Regions from separate parts of the Sus scrofa genome. Here all the other regions are linked to region 3. The links are chromatin contacts, called in public Hi-C and targeted proximity ligation maps. All regions are on one chromosome and are shown on one strand. The core of a region is the stretch at or near the end of the contact, and the rest is flanking DNA. Distances in the headings are between cores, read along the strand shown. Region 1 holds the start of ZNF597 (zinc finger protein 597). Region 2 holds the start of C3H16orf90. Region 3 holds the start of ZNF263 (zinc finger protein 263). Region 4 holds the start of ZNF213 (zinc finger protein 213).

Region 1 (3,585 bases), core at 353-2,852, 160 kb before region 3:
AGTTTGGGTGATTAAAATCTGTCACTTTGGAGTTCCTATGTGGTACAGTATAAATAAATTCAACTAGGAATCATGAGGTTGTGGGTTCAATCCCTGGCCTCATTCAGTGGGTTAAGGATCCAGTGCTGCCATGAGCTATGGTGTAGGTCACAGACATGGCTCGGATCTGGCATTGCTGTGGCTGTGGTTAGGCTGGCAGCTGTAGCTCTGGTTTGACCCCTAGCCTGGGAACCTCCATATGCCACGAGTGCAGCCCTAAAAAAAAAAAAGCAAAAAAAAAAAAAAAACAAACAAAAAAAAACTGTCACTTGAACATCTAATGAATATACGGTCAACCATCTCTGGTTAAAAAAAAAATCAAATTAGGCATATAATTCAGTCTTAATCTTTCGATCTTGGTCTATCAGATTTTGTATCTCATCTCTTTCCTTTTAGCCAGATCAAGTGTTCAAGCTTCTTTCTTGATCTACTCATTTAGTTTTGGTATTCAGAGGTGTAGGGAAGATTTTGTTTCCTCTCCTGTTTCAGAGATAACTTCCTGGTTATCCATCGAGTTAATACCACAAGTGTAATTTCTGGTCATGGGAAACTGTGTTTATCTACCTGTAATAATGAGAACAGAATTCAAAGGAAGGGACAACAATCAAACTTAAATGAGACATCCCTGATATAAGACTAGCATAAAATTAAGTACAAAGGAAGCAGGGAAGGGTGACTACTTGAGCAGCAATGTGACTCCATGGTGACTTGTATCACGCTGTTAGCGCTTCTTCAACATTTAGCCTTGGTGTTGGTCTAGCCTTCAGGAAAGTTTGTCCTTCCACCTTTACTTTCAGCACCTTTTTGTTCCTTTTTTTTTGGCTTTTTAGAGCAACATTTGCAGCATATGCAAGTTCCTGAGTTAGGCGTAAATGGGAGCTGCAGCTGTGGGCCTACACCACAGCCACAGCAACACCAGAGCCAAGCCACATCTGCGAACTACGCCACAACGTGTGGCAATGCTGGATCCTTAACTCACTGAGCAAGGCCAGGGATCAAACCTGCTTATTCATGGACACTAATAGGGTTTTGTTTTGTTTTGTTTTTGTCTTTTCTAGGACTGCTCTCTCAGCATATGGAGATTCCCAGGCTAGGGGTCTAATCGGAGCCGTAGACACTGGCCTACGCCACAGCCACAGCAACGTGGGATCCGAGCCGCGTCTGCAACCTACACCACAGCTCATAGCAACGCCGGATCCTTAATCCACTGAGCAAGGCCAGGGATCGAACCTGCAACCTCATGGTTCCTAGTCGGATTCGTTAACCACTGCGCCATGACGGGAACTCCAACACTAATTGGGTTTTAACCCACAGAGCCACAAAGGCAACTCCCAGAGCATCTTTTTCTGTCCTCCTGGGACCTCTAGATATCTTTTTTTTTTTTTTTTTGTCTTTTTTTGCCATTTCTTGGGCCGCTCCCGCAGCATATGGAGGTTCCCAGGCTAGGGGTCGAATCGGAGCTGTAGCCACCAGCCTATACCAGAGCCACAGCAATGCGGGATCCGAGCCGTGTCTGCAACCTACACCACAAATCATGGCAATGCCAGATCCTTAACCCACTGAGCAAGGCCAGAGATCGAACCTGCAACCTTATGGTTCCTAGTCGGATTCATTAACCACTGAGCCACAACGGGAACTCCCCAGATATCTCTTTTGTGATCCACTCCCACAAGGCCTAGGTCTAGCTGTCACAATGTCACTTGTGGCAGATACCGTTAGTTACCTATCTATTCTACTTCCTTTTCTTTTCCAACAGAGCCCTGATTTTGTGCAGGTAAATAGTCAGGAGAGTGGGTCCCCTGGAGGGAAACCATGATGGGCCCAAACCAATTACAGTAGGTAGTGTTTTTTCCTCTTGATAATGATTGCTCTAGGATTGGTACATGACACAATGCTTGTCTGCATGTATTATGGGGATTCCACTGCCGCCTTCCCCAACATGCTAAGGACGGCAGGGGAGAAATACGGGAGTATTGGGACCATGATGGTGACCAAATCATTGAATTAACCAACCTGTAACTGCCCTACCTTTGAACATTTTGTTGGGTTTTCTGTTACTTGCAGCTGAAACTATCCAATCTGATATTCCACCAAATCCCACTACTTATTTTGTCACCTCTGAGGATACTGTTTCAATAACCATTCAACCATTCCTGGAGTAACCTTTTAAGTACAGGAACATGCCTGGCACTAGAATAAGAAATATACTGAGACTTATTCAGAATTTTCTATTAAAGTAACTATCGTTTTTGTTTTTTTCAAACAAACACCTCTGTAAACTGACAACTTCATTAAAAGTACCCTCTGAAAAGAGGCATTCTGAGCTCTTTGCACCTGAGGAAAGCAAAGCTGTGTACTGGCCATTGACAGCAGGGCTGGGGAAGAAGCTCACTTTTCTAATTCCAAATCCCTACACCAGGGCGGCCAGTGCAATGAAGCTGAAAATATTTGGTAACGGTGCAGGTCGAATGTGAGTTCATTAGGAGACACACACAACGTCCTGAGCTGCACTCCAATGGCTGTAGTACCGCTTGAGGTCCGCTGTGGCTCTGAGCCTCACCTGGCTCCGTTAGGCTTCAGTCGCCTGGCACAAAGCAGCCAAAATACACTGGGTCGGAGACTAACAAAGCGGCCTACGCCGACCTGAACTATTCCCAAGCAGAAGACACCCTTTTACATTCCACGGTCCCACAGTCCGCCCAACACACAGCCGACCGCTCCAGCCAAGACTAGGTCCCGCGCCCCGGCCGGACCTAAGATTTGGACCGGCCGGACCCACATTTCAGTACCCATGTTCGTTCGGGTTCCAGATTCTCCCCGTCCACTTTCTCTCCTTCTTTCCTGAAACTTTACGTCCCTCCGGCGTCACCCTAACGCCGCACCTGGTCTGGTCAGCCAACACTGAGCTCACTGGGGAGACCCAGGCAGCGGAACCGGAAATACTTACTTGGAAAAGGTGAGGGAATACTACACCTCCCAGCTAGCTCAGTGAGCCGTGGGCCTTCCATTAAGGCGCTCGATTGGCCAACGAACGAGAAGGCCTGCCCCCTCCGAGGTCACGCTGGCCAACCACAGGGCAAGGCTTCGTAAAAGGCTTTGGGGCGGGTGGCATCCGGCGGCTTTTCCGGCCGGTCTATCGTAGGGGAGCATGGGAGCGTGGGAGCCTAGCTGGGGTGAAGCTCACCGTCTCCAGTCTCGGCGGGGCATAGTTTTCTGTTGCTTCTGCCTGGGTACCGGGACACTTTCTGAGATCGTTAGTCTAGTGGGGCCCGGCCGGCCGGGAAGTCAGCCTGTCCGAGTCTCGGCGCAGGAGAGAGAAGCCACCGGCTCAGGCTTTAAAGGGAGTGGAGAAGAGAAGGGGTGCATTGAGGAGCTTTGCAGCCGATTTGGCCCCTCCAGGGTCTCTTCTCTCCCCTCCCAGGTCTGTCCCGAAGTCCCTGTGGCGACTTGAAGAAGGCATTACTACCCCGCGAGATGGGAGACATCCTTACATCCGGGGCCCAGGTGAGACCAGGGCCCTTCTCTCGGTCCCACTACCAGTCGCTC
Region 2 (3,420 bases), core at 361-2,860, 200 kb before region 3:
TGGAGGTTAGGGTGGATTTCAGCAGACAACAGAAGAGAAGACACCAGCAGAGCAAAGAGCAGCAGAGGGCCTCTGCCACTGTTTGGGGAAAAGTTGAAAAAGTGATGGAGAATAAAGCGGCAGCCTTCTTATCACAGTCAGGCATTGCCTTCTTCCTGCCAGGTAGGAGTCAAGTTCTGTTAATTCTGCAGTACTTTTGTCAAAATGGAGACAATTTGAGTAAGATTCTTAACATGAACTGCTTAATTGTACACTGTTTAAGGTCAGAATGTTCAGAAATCTCCTTCTCGTACACTTTTCCAAATACAGCTCTGTTCAGGGTCCCCTAGCAGAATACTGGCCACCCTCAACTATGAGGGAAGAGAACCGTCTCTACAATGGTCTACCATAGAGCGTCACCAAGAACCTCCCCATCCCTGAGGGCATAGATTCAAACAGTAGAGCTAGCAGGAGGCATCAATAAAATCTCCTGTCTCTTTCTGTATATTTACGTTACAGAAAAAGAACAATTCACAACTGAAAGGACTCATCTTTAATGGGAACATTTCAGGCACCAGCAATTTGGTTACAAAATTGGCCTTAAGCCCCTCAGATCACACCAAATTGGCAGTCACCTGCTAGAGCCATGCACGTGGAGCCATTTGACTGAACTGCTTCAGGGTGAGACAATGACAGCGCATAAAAGCCAAGAAACTGTGAGTCGCACAATCCTACATCTGGACCCATTACTTTCAGAGTTGTAGCTGTGTGGCCTAAAACAAGCGACTTTACAGCTCTGCCTCAAAGTATTTCATCCAGGAACTACAGGACCCGCCGCACTGTTAAAATGAGGACTAAAATAAGACACTGAATGTACAATACCTGGTGTGTAACAAGGGACCCCCCCCCCCCCACAGGAGCAGATCTGAGCCGCAATTAGTAGTCACCAGCCCCTCCTGGGCTTCGTTGTTCGTTTCTCGGAGATCTATGCTAACCCAACTCTAAAACGGTTTAGCGTTTTCCAATTCGTCAGCGAACGTTTATACCACCTGGCTGTATAAATCAGTTTAAAGTAAACCAAGAATGTATATGTGTGTGTGTGACTGGGTCACCTTGCTGTATAGTAGGAAACTGACAGAACATTGCAAACCAGCTACAATGGGGAAAAAATCGTTTAGAATTTAAAAAAAACATTTTTTAAGTAAACCAAATTAAAGTTTGGATTCCTCAGCCACACAAACCACACGTGGCCAGCGGCAGATACACAACCTGCCCTCATTGGGAAAGGGCCGTGAGACTGGGCTGGGGCGCCCAGGCCGGGGTTGCGGGAGGCGGGCCAGGGGCGTCCCAAGCCGCGGAAGCCCAGGAGGAGCTCCGGCGCTCGAGCCTCGGGGGGGCTCGGACGGGGGACCCGGCGGGAGGGAGCCCGAGCATCAGGAGGACCGCAGGTCACGGGGGCAAGGCTGCCTTACTGCGGAGGTCGCGGAAAGACATGTCTCTTTGGTCCCGAGAAGCCCGGAGTCTCCGCCGCTCGCCCCTCAGCGCTCACGGGTCTCTATAGTAACGCACGGAGGGAGCGTGGACGGCGAGTAGCCGGGGCCAATCCAGACGGGAGGCGACCTGGTCGGGCCATGTGCGCATGCTCCACACTCGCCGGACACAGGGCGGCCGGCAGGGGGCGTCTCCGGACGCTGAGGGAGCCGGCGTGGGATCTTGGCCCGGATGGCGTCTGGGCCCCTTGACTTGACACGTTCTGAGCACCATCCAAGCGCCTGACACTTTGAGAGGCACTCTACATACTACTCGTTTCCTCCTCAACTGCTCTAGACAGAATGTAGGATAGTGTTAGGAGGCAGGTCTCCCGCCTGCGTCCTGTACCCAGCATGCATCTCACTAGCGAGGGTAAAATGAAGCACCTCCTGAGTGAAGGGACTGACCGCTGGGCGGCGACAGTGGGCCGGGCTGCTACCTGCGCACGCGCAGCGGGATCGAGCTTTACGACAGGCCGGAAGCCGGCCCGGCTCTTCGCGCGCTGGCGGTTGTCCTGGCAACCGTGTGCTCAGCGGGCTGGAGCCTATTGGTGCGCCAGTTTGAGGGGGCGGCTCCGGGTGAGGAGCACCGCCGACCCTTGGCCGGGTTAGCTGCGGGCTCGCTTGGGACTGCCCTAAGCTGGGCTGCCACGGTTGGAAACAGGTGACAGGAAGGGCTGGGGAAGGTGAAATCAGCTGATCCCAGAAGGGTGGACGCTGAGGAATGACTGCCAAACCCACAATCGGTTTTGGTGAAGTTGCACACATAAATGCACGGAGTTCCGAAATAGATCCATACATGCGTGGTCATTGTGACGAAGACCTTCAGAGGGGATAGAAAGAAAGAGCTTTCAACAAATGGTTTGGGAACAATTCGGAATGCAAATAAATGAGCATCCATCCTTATTTAAGAGTAAAACCAAGAACTATAGCTTTTCTAGAAGAAAACTTAGAGGTGAAAGGTTCGTGACTGGGTTAAACAAAAACATCATCCTTAAATAAATAAATAAATAAACCTTATCCAGGGAGTTCCCATTATGGTGCAGCAGAAACGAATCTGACTACTATCCACAAGGATGCGGGTTCGATCCCTGGCCTTGCTCAGTGGGTTAAAGATCTGATGTTTCCATGAGCTGCGGTGCAGGTGGCAGACGCCCTTGGTATCCCACGTTAATGTGGCTGTGGTGTGTAGGCTGACAACTGCAGCTCCAATTCGACCCCTAGTCTGGGAACTTCCATATGCCATGGGCGCAGCTCTAAAAAGAAAAAAAAATATGAATTTCATTTCATTACAAATAATAAGCAAAGGAAAAGATACTCAAGATTATTAGTCGTTAGAGAAATGTATATTAAACCACAAGATATCACTGGGTAGTTTGAGAACAGCTAAAATAACAACCAAGTACAACGAAAGCCCTGACAGTTAAGGGTCTGAAAGGATGTGGAGGGACTTGGCCCTTCCTACAGTGTTGGTGGGAACGTGAAACTGTACATCCACTTTGGAAAACAGTTGGTAGTGTAAGGCGAGTGCGGAGAAAGAGAACAAGCCGGGTGTTCAGACAAAGAGAAGAAAATTTATTAGAGGGGAAAGGGAGAGGGTGACGGACCCTTGAGAAGAGCCAGCCCCCTGCCCTTCTTTTGGGGCCTTCTTATGCCCCTTGGATGGGAAACTGGATTCCCTGAGGCGAAGGGAGGTTAGTTTATCTTTTGCCTGCAGCTGGACTCTATGGTCACATAGTCGTGACAAAGTTGGTGGTGTCTCACCGTAGGGGGGGGTCTTGTAATCCTGAGAAAGCTGGAGGTGTGTGGTGTCCCACGGTAGGGGGGTCTCGTCATCTGGGGAAAGTCGGCACCAGTGGTGAAAACAGGATGTCGCTTGAGCAAGGCGGTCCGTTTCGTGGGTCAGCAGAAA
Region 3 (3,118 bases), core at 306-2,805:
ACTTTACAGCACCTCAGTTTCCTGTTCTGCCTCAACATTAAACTTAATGGTTCTCCTAACTGTTCTTTCATTGGTTATTAAACTCCTTTTTTTTTTTTTTTTTTGTACGTGAAGACAGGAACCTTACTTCTTTCCTAGAAGAACAGACAATTTTTGCTAGGATCAAGCTGAAATGCTACCTTTTCTTACAAGGTCCACATATATTCAGATCAATTTACTCGTATTTCAAACTACACTGCTGTGATTAAAAGAGGGTTTTGCTTGTTTTGTTTTTTGGATTTTTTTTTTTTTTTTTAGTAACTCTGGTATCTGGAAAGGGAGATATTCTTGACTTTTTAAAAAGTAAACTGTGTGGCAACAAAATTTTTGTGGCAAAACTGTGGGAAAATTTTTTGTTGCCACACAGTTTTGACACTAGTGTCTTTATAACATATTTTAAACCATGGTCCAGTGAATCATCTATAGTTAGCCTTAAGAAATGGGATGCATTCATATTTTCACCTTCATCATCCTCCCTGAGGCAGGTGTTACATGGAGGTACCTGAAATGAGGCAGGAATGAGGCAATCCCTGCCCTTGCGTTGTCCCAATCCTGATCTATGACTTACCAGGGAATGAACCGAGTATAACAATACAGAAAGAAAGGATGCTGTTAGGCGCCGGCTAGACACTGAAACTGAGGTCCGACACGGAGATGGACGACTAGGATTTCTTAGAAAACAACATGACCAGGAGTTCCCGTCGTGGCTTAGCGGTTAACGAATCCGACTAGGAACCATGAGGTTGCGGTTTCAATCCCTGCCCTTGCTCAGTGGGTTAACGATCCGGTGTTGCCGTGAGCTGTGGTGTAGGTTGCAGACTCGGCTCGGATCCCGCGTTGCTGTGGCTCTGGCGTAGGCTGGCAGCTACAGCTCCGATTGGACCCCTAGCCTGGGAAGCTCCATATGCCGCGGGAGCGGCCCAAGAAATGGCAAAAAAAAAAAAAAAAAACAAACAACAACCATGACCAGTGCAAACCGCAGAGTAGAAGTAGGCAAACAGGTGAGGGGAACGTCGCTCAGCTTTGACCTACGGGCCACTCTTGCCCGAAGGGACGGCTGTAAAAACACCCCAGGCCCAGCAGAGGTCTTGACCCATTACACACTCCGCAGTATTTGGATACACCCGAGATGCTGCGGCGGAAACTGCAGCACCCCCCCGCAAACCTTCCGGTCCATGAGACAGTCCACTTCCGGTCGAGATCCGACCCTACTCCGCCCCAACCGCTGCGACTGGCAATCCCCCGTTGGCTGTTTGGAGTCGAACTACACTTCCCACCAGCCCCTGGAGTTTACATCGTCCTACCTGGATTCGTGCCAGCCTGTCACGGAGACCTGGAGCCAGCTTTCTGTTTTCTGAAGCCCCCGTACAGTAGCAGATAGAGCGGCTGCTGCCAACCCGGCCTCCCTGCCGTCCTGAGAGCTCCGCCGCCGGCCTCGAGCCTCGCCTTCTCTGGCGCAGAACGCCCGCTCCAAGCGAGGAGACCAGGCTTCCACGCCGGAAACGAGGCACCGGGCGTGACGTCACGGCTGCCGAGGCGCCCGGCCTCCCAGAAGGCATCGCGTCCCCGTCGTCCTCCCCAACTGACGGCGGCGAGCACCAATAGTTGCCGGCCGGTTGGGAGGACACTCCGAAGGGCGAGGGGTGGGTTTGGCCTCTCGCGCCTAGTTTCCCAGTTTCTTCTCGAGTCTGGGTCTCTGGGCTGTCCCGAGCGATCGCCCACGGGCGGCAGAACCTCAGAGGTGAGGGACTCCGGGAGGGCGGGAAGTAGGCGGAGGCGGCCGCGGAGGCGGCGGCTGAGGCGCGGAGCGTGGTCCATTGCAGGGGGGGAGTCTGACGGGAATAGGTAGCCGGGAGCGCACCCTAGGCAATGCCGCCAACTGGGCTTTGCGGTAGAGCTGTCCTGGGCCAGTGGGAGAGGCTGTAGAGTGGGTCCGGCCCAGTGGGCCCCGCTGGATTGTCTCCTGCCGTTCTTACAGGGCTTCGAGGGCGGAAGGGCGTTAACAGGCTACTTGTAGACACCTCACTCGGCCTTGCGTTTGCCCCTTGAGCCGTCAGCTACCCCCGAAAGGGCGTCTGAGGGACCTGCGATCCCAGGGGCTCAGTGAGGCCAAATTCAATGGCCAAGCTGACTTCTAAGCAGATGCCCTCGGTTTTGAACCCCAGATTTCCTGTCTTCTAGTTCCTTGCTCTTTCTACAGCATGAATTAACCCGTTCTTCCCAGTGGAGTTTGCACTTCATATTCTCGGGAGGATGGCCCTTGGTCATTTGCCTGATGCCATTGCTCCCTTCTGTTTGAATCTTGAGGTTGGGACATCTTATGCTTTCATTCTCAGTATATTCGTTTGAGGCCTTGCTAAGAGTATCAGGTTCAGGGATCTTCCTTTCAGTTGTGAGTTCCCTACCGCAGCTTATCTTTCCTTTAGATCTCTCGTGGCCTCACTACCCAAGACACATACTGGGATGCAGGCACGCGCAGCCTGACCCGTGATTTTTCTCATCTCTTGTGTGTGGCCATCTGATAGGTTACCTCCAGTAAGAAGTGGCTTTCAAAGCTCTGCAGAAACAACTGTGGCATGTGATTTCAAGGCACGATGGCTGCAAAAGTGGTTCCTATGCACCCAAAGCCAAAGCGGTCCTTTGTTCTGAGAGTTCCTCCCAACTCCAAGCTGGGCCAAGACCTACTTCGAGATGCTACTAGTGGGTCCAAGACCATCCACCAGCTGGTTCTGGAGCACTTTCTCACCTTCTTGCCCAAGCCAAGCCTAGTTCAGCCCAGTCAGAAAGTCAAGGAGACCTTGGTTATTATGAAGGATGTGAGCTCCAACCTTCAGAACACAGGTAAGAAGCACATACTGTTTCACCAGAAGAGAAGAGCATGGTACTGGGGGCTAAGCTAGGCTTCCATGTTAGTAATGAATTCAAGTTAGGGTGGTGGGTGTCAGAAAAAAGGAATTGATTTTAATAAGTCAACATGCTAGAGTTTTCTCATGGAGCAGAGGGTTAAGGATCCGGCATTGTCACTGCAGTGTCTTGGGTCAAGAACTTCCACAAGCCATGGGTGCAGCCAAAAAGAAAG
Region 4 (3,369 bases), core at 395-2,894, 140 kb after region 3:
GCTTTGTTAGTTGAGAACAGAGAAAAACCAGAGTTTGCCCTAGGAGTTGAGAATGCTGCCTCTGCAACCCAGGCAGGAAGACTGCCCGACCACAGGTCACAGGATGGCCAAGGAGCAGGGACAGGGGGCAGGCTGGACCACCTTCAAAACCTCCGGTTCTCCACCCTCCACAGGACACCAGGGAGAAAACTCAGGCCAGAGCCCCTCACAAGTCTCAGGCCTCTAGCCTACCCTCCCGCCTGCCCCTCCATCCCACCACCGGGGTCATTTCAGCTCCTGGACCGCCAACCTCTTCGTCATGACAGGGACTTTATTCATTCTGTTCCCCTTGCTGGGAAGGTTCTACCCTGAAATCCTTCCCGTCATTCAAGTCTCAGCGTTCCGTCCTTGGACAATCAATTCCTAACATTCTCCACTGCTTCCCCCGTCTGTCACCACTTTAAATTAATGTGTCATTTACGTCCGCCTCCCTCACTGGAGCTCAACCCATGAGGGCATGGATCTTGTCAGATTTTTCATCGCTTATCCCTCAATATCTAGCAAAAGACCTGGAACGCAGGCATTTATATTGAAAAATGAATGAGTGAAGGCGGTGAAGCGTCTATTTAACGTTTCCTCGCCTTTACTACCCGGCCCGCCCCGCACTGACTGCCTCAGTTCCTCCCGCTCCCCGCAAAAGATCCCAGGTCTCCTTCCAGGCCGTTACCGCCTCCGCGTGGGCTCTCGCAGGCAGCACCGGGCGGGCCCGCAAGGTGCCGGAGCGCCAGCAGGAGGTGCAGGGGCCAGGACTCCGGCGCGGCGGACCCTGGGCGTCACGACCAAGCCCAGACGCGGCCCTCGCGTTCGAGCGCCGCGGGTTTCTTCCGGGCGCAACAGGTCTTCCGCCGCGCGCGAGGCCGGAAGTGGCTCTGGCCTCGGCGCTCGCCTTCTCCCCGCTGCCTCTCTAGGAAGGCAGGAGGGTCGCTGTCTCGGTGGTGGGCCCGGGGCCCGCTCTGAAGACTCGGGGGCTGACGACTCAGCAGGTAGGCCGGCCCGCGTTGTTGGTTCTTTCCGCAGCGCCCGGAAAAGGAAGGGAAAAGGCAAAGTTTGGAAGCCCAGAGCGTCGAGGAGTTGCCAGGCAACCGTGGCGGGGGTGGGGGGGAACGGAGCCGAGGACAAACGCCAGTTATGATTGGCCCGTTTTGGGGGCGCCCACCCTCTTGCTCCTCCCAGGGCACTGACTGGCAGGTGGCATAGTGGGAGGGGTGAGATCGTCCGGAATCTGTCATCCTGGCTGTGAGGCGAGCCTCGGCGAGTCTGCAGACCTCGCCACCCTGCGGGGTCACACGAGCTCGGGAGGAGCTTCCCAGGCTAGAGCAGAGCTGAATCAGTCCACGTCTCCGGCCCGGGGAAGGCAGCGCGCCTTCAGCCAGGACCTGGGCCGACCACACAGGGATGCGGTCGGCAGTCCCAAGGGACTATTTCCACCACCGCCCCCTTCCCCTCCCTCTACTAGTCCAGAAGGCGCAGGTGCGCAGGTCAATCGCAAGGAATCAGGTCGCGCGTGTTCTTCAGAAGCTATAAGGTGTGAGCAGGAGCCAGGAAGGAGTAGGCCACCTCTGAGCCTCTTCGCCAGCTCCCCAGAGACGGCCAAAACCCTTCTCTGCCTCCCCACCCTACCCCCGCCCAGCCTGCTACCCGTCAGTGATGCTTCATCACCCACCGAATCATGAACACCATTCAGCCTGACAGCCCAGGCCCTTCCAAGATGCTGGAGCTGCCTCCTCAGTCTTAGCTGCTGTTGTCCACTCTTAAAACGCTCTGGCCTGGAATTCCCATCATGCCTCAGCGGATAACGAGCACGACTAGTATCCATGAGGACGCAGGTTCAATCCCTGACCTCACTCATTGGGTTAAGGATCTGGAGTTGATGCGGGCTGTGATGTAAGTCGCAAATGTGACTTGGATCCAGAGTTGCTGCGCCTATGGCGTAAGCCAGCAGCTGTAGCTCTGATTCAGCTCCTAGCCTGGGAACTTCCACCTGCCGCAGGCAGCCCTAAAAAGACAAAAAACAAACAAACAAAAAAAGGCTCTAGACAGGGTCTATTCCATCCTCTGGATGGATCTCTAAGAAATGGAAGATGCATGGGGCCCTTGGAATCCCTTTGCACTGTGCTATGAAAAGGGGATGCCGTTTCCCACTGGATACTGTGCTGAGCTCCTCAGAGCGAAGTCTTTAACGACCCCGGCCCCCCGGAGCTCACTAGACAGCCCTCTGCGGGATTCAAGGCCTGAGTGATTCCTGGCATCCAGCTGATGTGGCCCATGGCCCAAGGAGCTGAAATTAAGGCAATACCCACTGTGCAAATGAATACTCTGTGCTAAGCCCCACCAAGTCATGGTAGCACCTTCCCACCTGTTTCCCTCCATCAGATAACAAGCTCCTGGGAGCAATCCTTATGTGACGAGAGCCCCTCAGTCCCTCACACTGAACCCAGCAGAGAAACACTATTTCTGGCTGAGTGACCAGTGACCAGTGCCGTGACGACACGCTGAAGGGAGGAAACTGCTTTTTCTCACCTCTTCGAGAAAGAACCATCCAGTCAATCCACTCCTGCCAGCAGCCCAACCCTAGACACCACTGAGTCCTGCCTGGGCCCCCACTAGTCAGCACCTCCCTGGCGTCCAGCTGATTTCCCTCTCAAACTCCAGCTGAGTGCAACACCCCTGAAGGTCAAGTCTACTGTCTGTCAGTTCTAATTTTTTAGTTCTGTTTTGGCCAGGCCGGTGGCATGCAGAAGTTCCGGGGCCAGGGATCGAACCTTTGCCGCAGCAGTGACCCAAGCTGCTGCAGTGACTACAGTGGATCCTTAACCTGCTGCACCACAGGAGAACTGTCTACTCTTTAGACAGCCTCATATTGTCATGCACTAATTAGACAATCAAAAGCTGAAGGGGGAGGAGTTCCCCTTGTGGCCCAGCAGGTTACAAACCTGACTAGTATCCGTGAGGACATGGGTTCGATCCCTGACCTCAGTGGGTCTGGGAACTGGCGTTGCTGTGAGCTGTGGCGTAGGTCACAGACACTTCTCCGATCCTGTGTTGCTGTGGCTGTGGCATAGGCTGGCAGCTGTAGCTCCGATTTGACCCCTAGCCTGCGAACTTCCACATGCTGCAAGTGTGGCCCTAAAATAAATAAATTAATAGCTATTGGGGGTACATGGAAATAGAGGTATTCTTTACAGGATAAAAGCCCTGGACCTGAGCTCCAGCTTCCAGGTTGAATGACTTTGGGCAAGTTACTGGCCTTCTCAGCCTGCTTCCTCATCTATAAAACTCCGAGTTGCAGTTGGGGACATATACGTGATGCTTGGTCCCATGCCTGACAGG

What was found. A called contact is a pair of places that touch in the nucleus more often than the background predicts.
Region 1: a contact with region 3 is called in a targeted proximity ligation map of alveolar macrophages. A contact is called at or near these places in 2 of 5 promoter capture datasets (fetal liver and liver), 3 of 47 Hi-C or Micro-C datasets (embryonic fibroblasts, fetal skeletal muscle and liver) and 1 of 2 datasets of targeted methods (alveolar macrophages).
Region 2: a contact with region 3 is called in a Hi-C map of liver, with 5 times the contacts expected there. A contact is called at or near these places in 5 of 47 Hi-C or Micro-C datasets (heart right ventricle, liver, mesenteric adipose tissue and 1 more) and 2 of 2 datasets of targeted methods (alveolar macrophages and skeletal muscle).
Region 4: a contact with region 3 is called in a Hi-C map of liver, with 9 times the contacts expected there. A contact is called at or near these places in 4 of 47 Hi-C or Micro-C datasets (embryonic fibroblasts, heart right ventricle, liver and 1 more) and 1 of 2 datasets of targeted methods (alveolar macrophages).

What each region holds. Positions count from the first base shown.
Region 1 is chr3:38,786,845-38,790,429 of Sscrofa11.1, forward strand. It overlaps ZNF597 (zinc finger protein 597), which reads left to right and starts at 1,603. Exons shown (of 7, transcript XM_013995710.2): 1 at 1,603-3,543. The coding sequence starts at 3,514. The region is part of intron 1 of NAA60 (N-alpha-acetyltransferase 60); the gene reads right to left.
Region 2 is chr3:38,751,845-38,755,264 of Sscrofa11.1, forward strand. It overlaps C3H16orf90, which reads left to right and starts at 1,611. Exons shown (of 4, transcript XM_021088380.1): 1 at 1,611-1,684; 2 at 1,933-2,087. The coding sequence starts at 1,611. It overlaps CLUAP1 (clusterin associated protein 1), which reads right to left and starts at 1,541. Exons shown (of 12, transcript NM_001245000.1): 1 at 1,452-1,541. The coding sequence starts at 1,473.
Region 3 is chr3:38,951,108-38,954,225 of Sscrofa11.1, forward strand. ZNF263 (zinc finger protein 263) reads right to left here and starts at 1,556. Exons shown (of 9, transcript XM_013995720.2): 1 at 1,344-1,556. ZNF200 (zinc finger protein 200) reads left to right here and starts at 1,585. Exons shown (of 5, transcript XM_021088110.1): 1 at 1,585-1,780; 2 at 2,565-2,880. The coding sequence starts at 2,634.
Region 4 is chr3:39,087,145-39,090,513 of Sscrofa11.1, forward strand. It overlaps ZNF213 (zinc finger protein 213), which reads right to left and starts at 1,645. Exons shown (of 6, transcript XM_013995737.2): 1 at 707-1,645.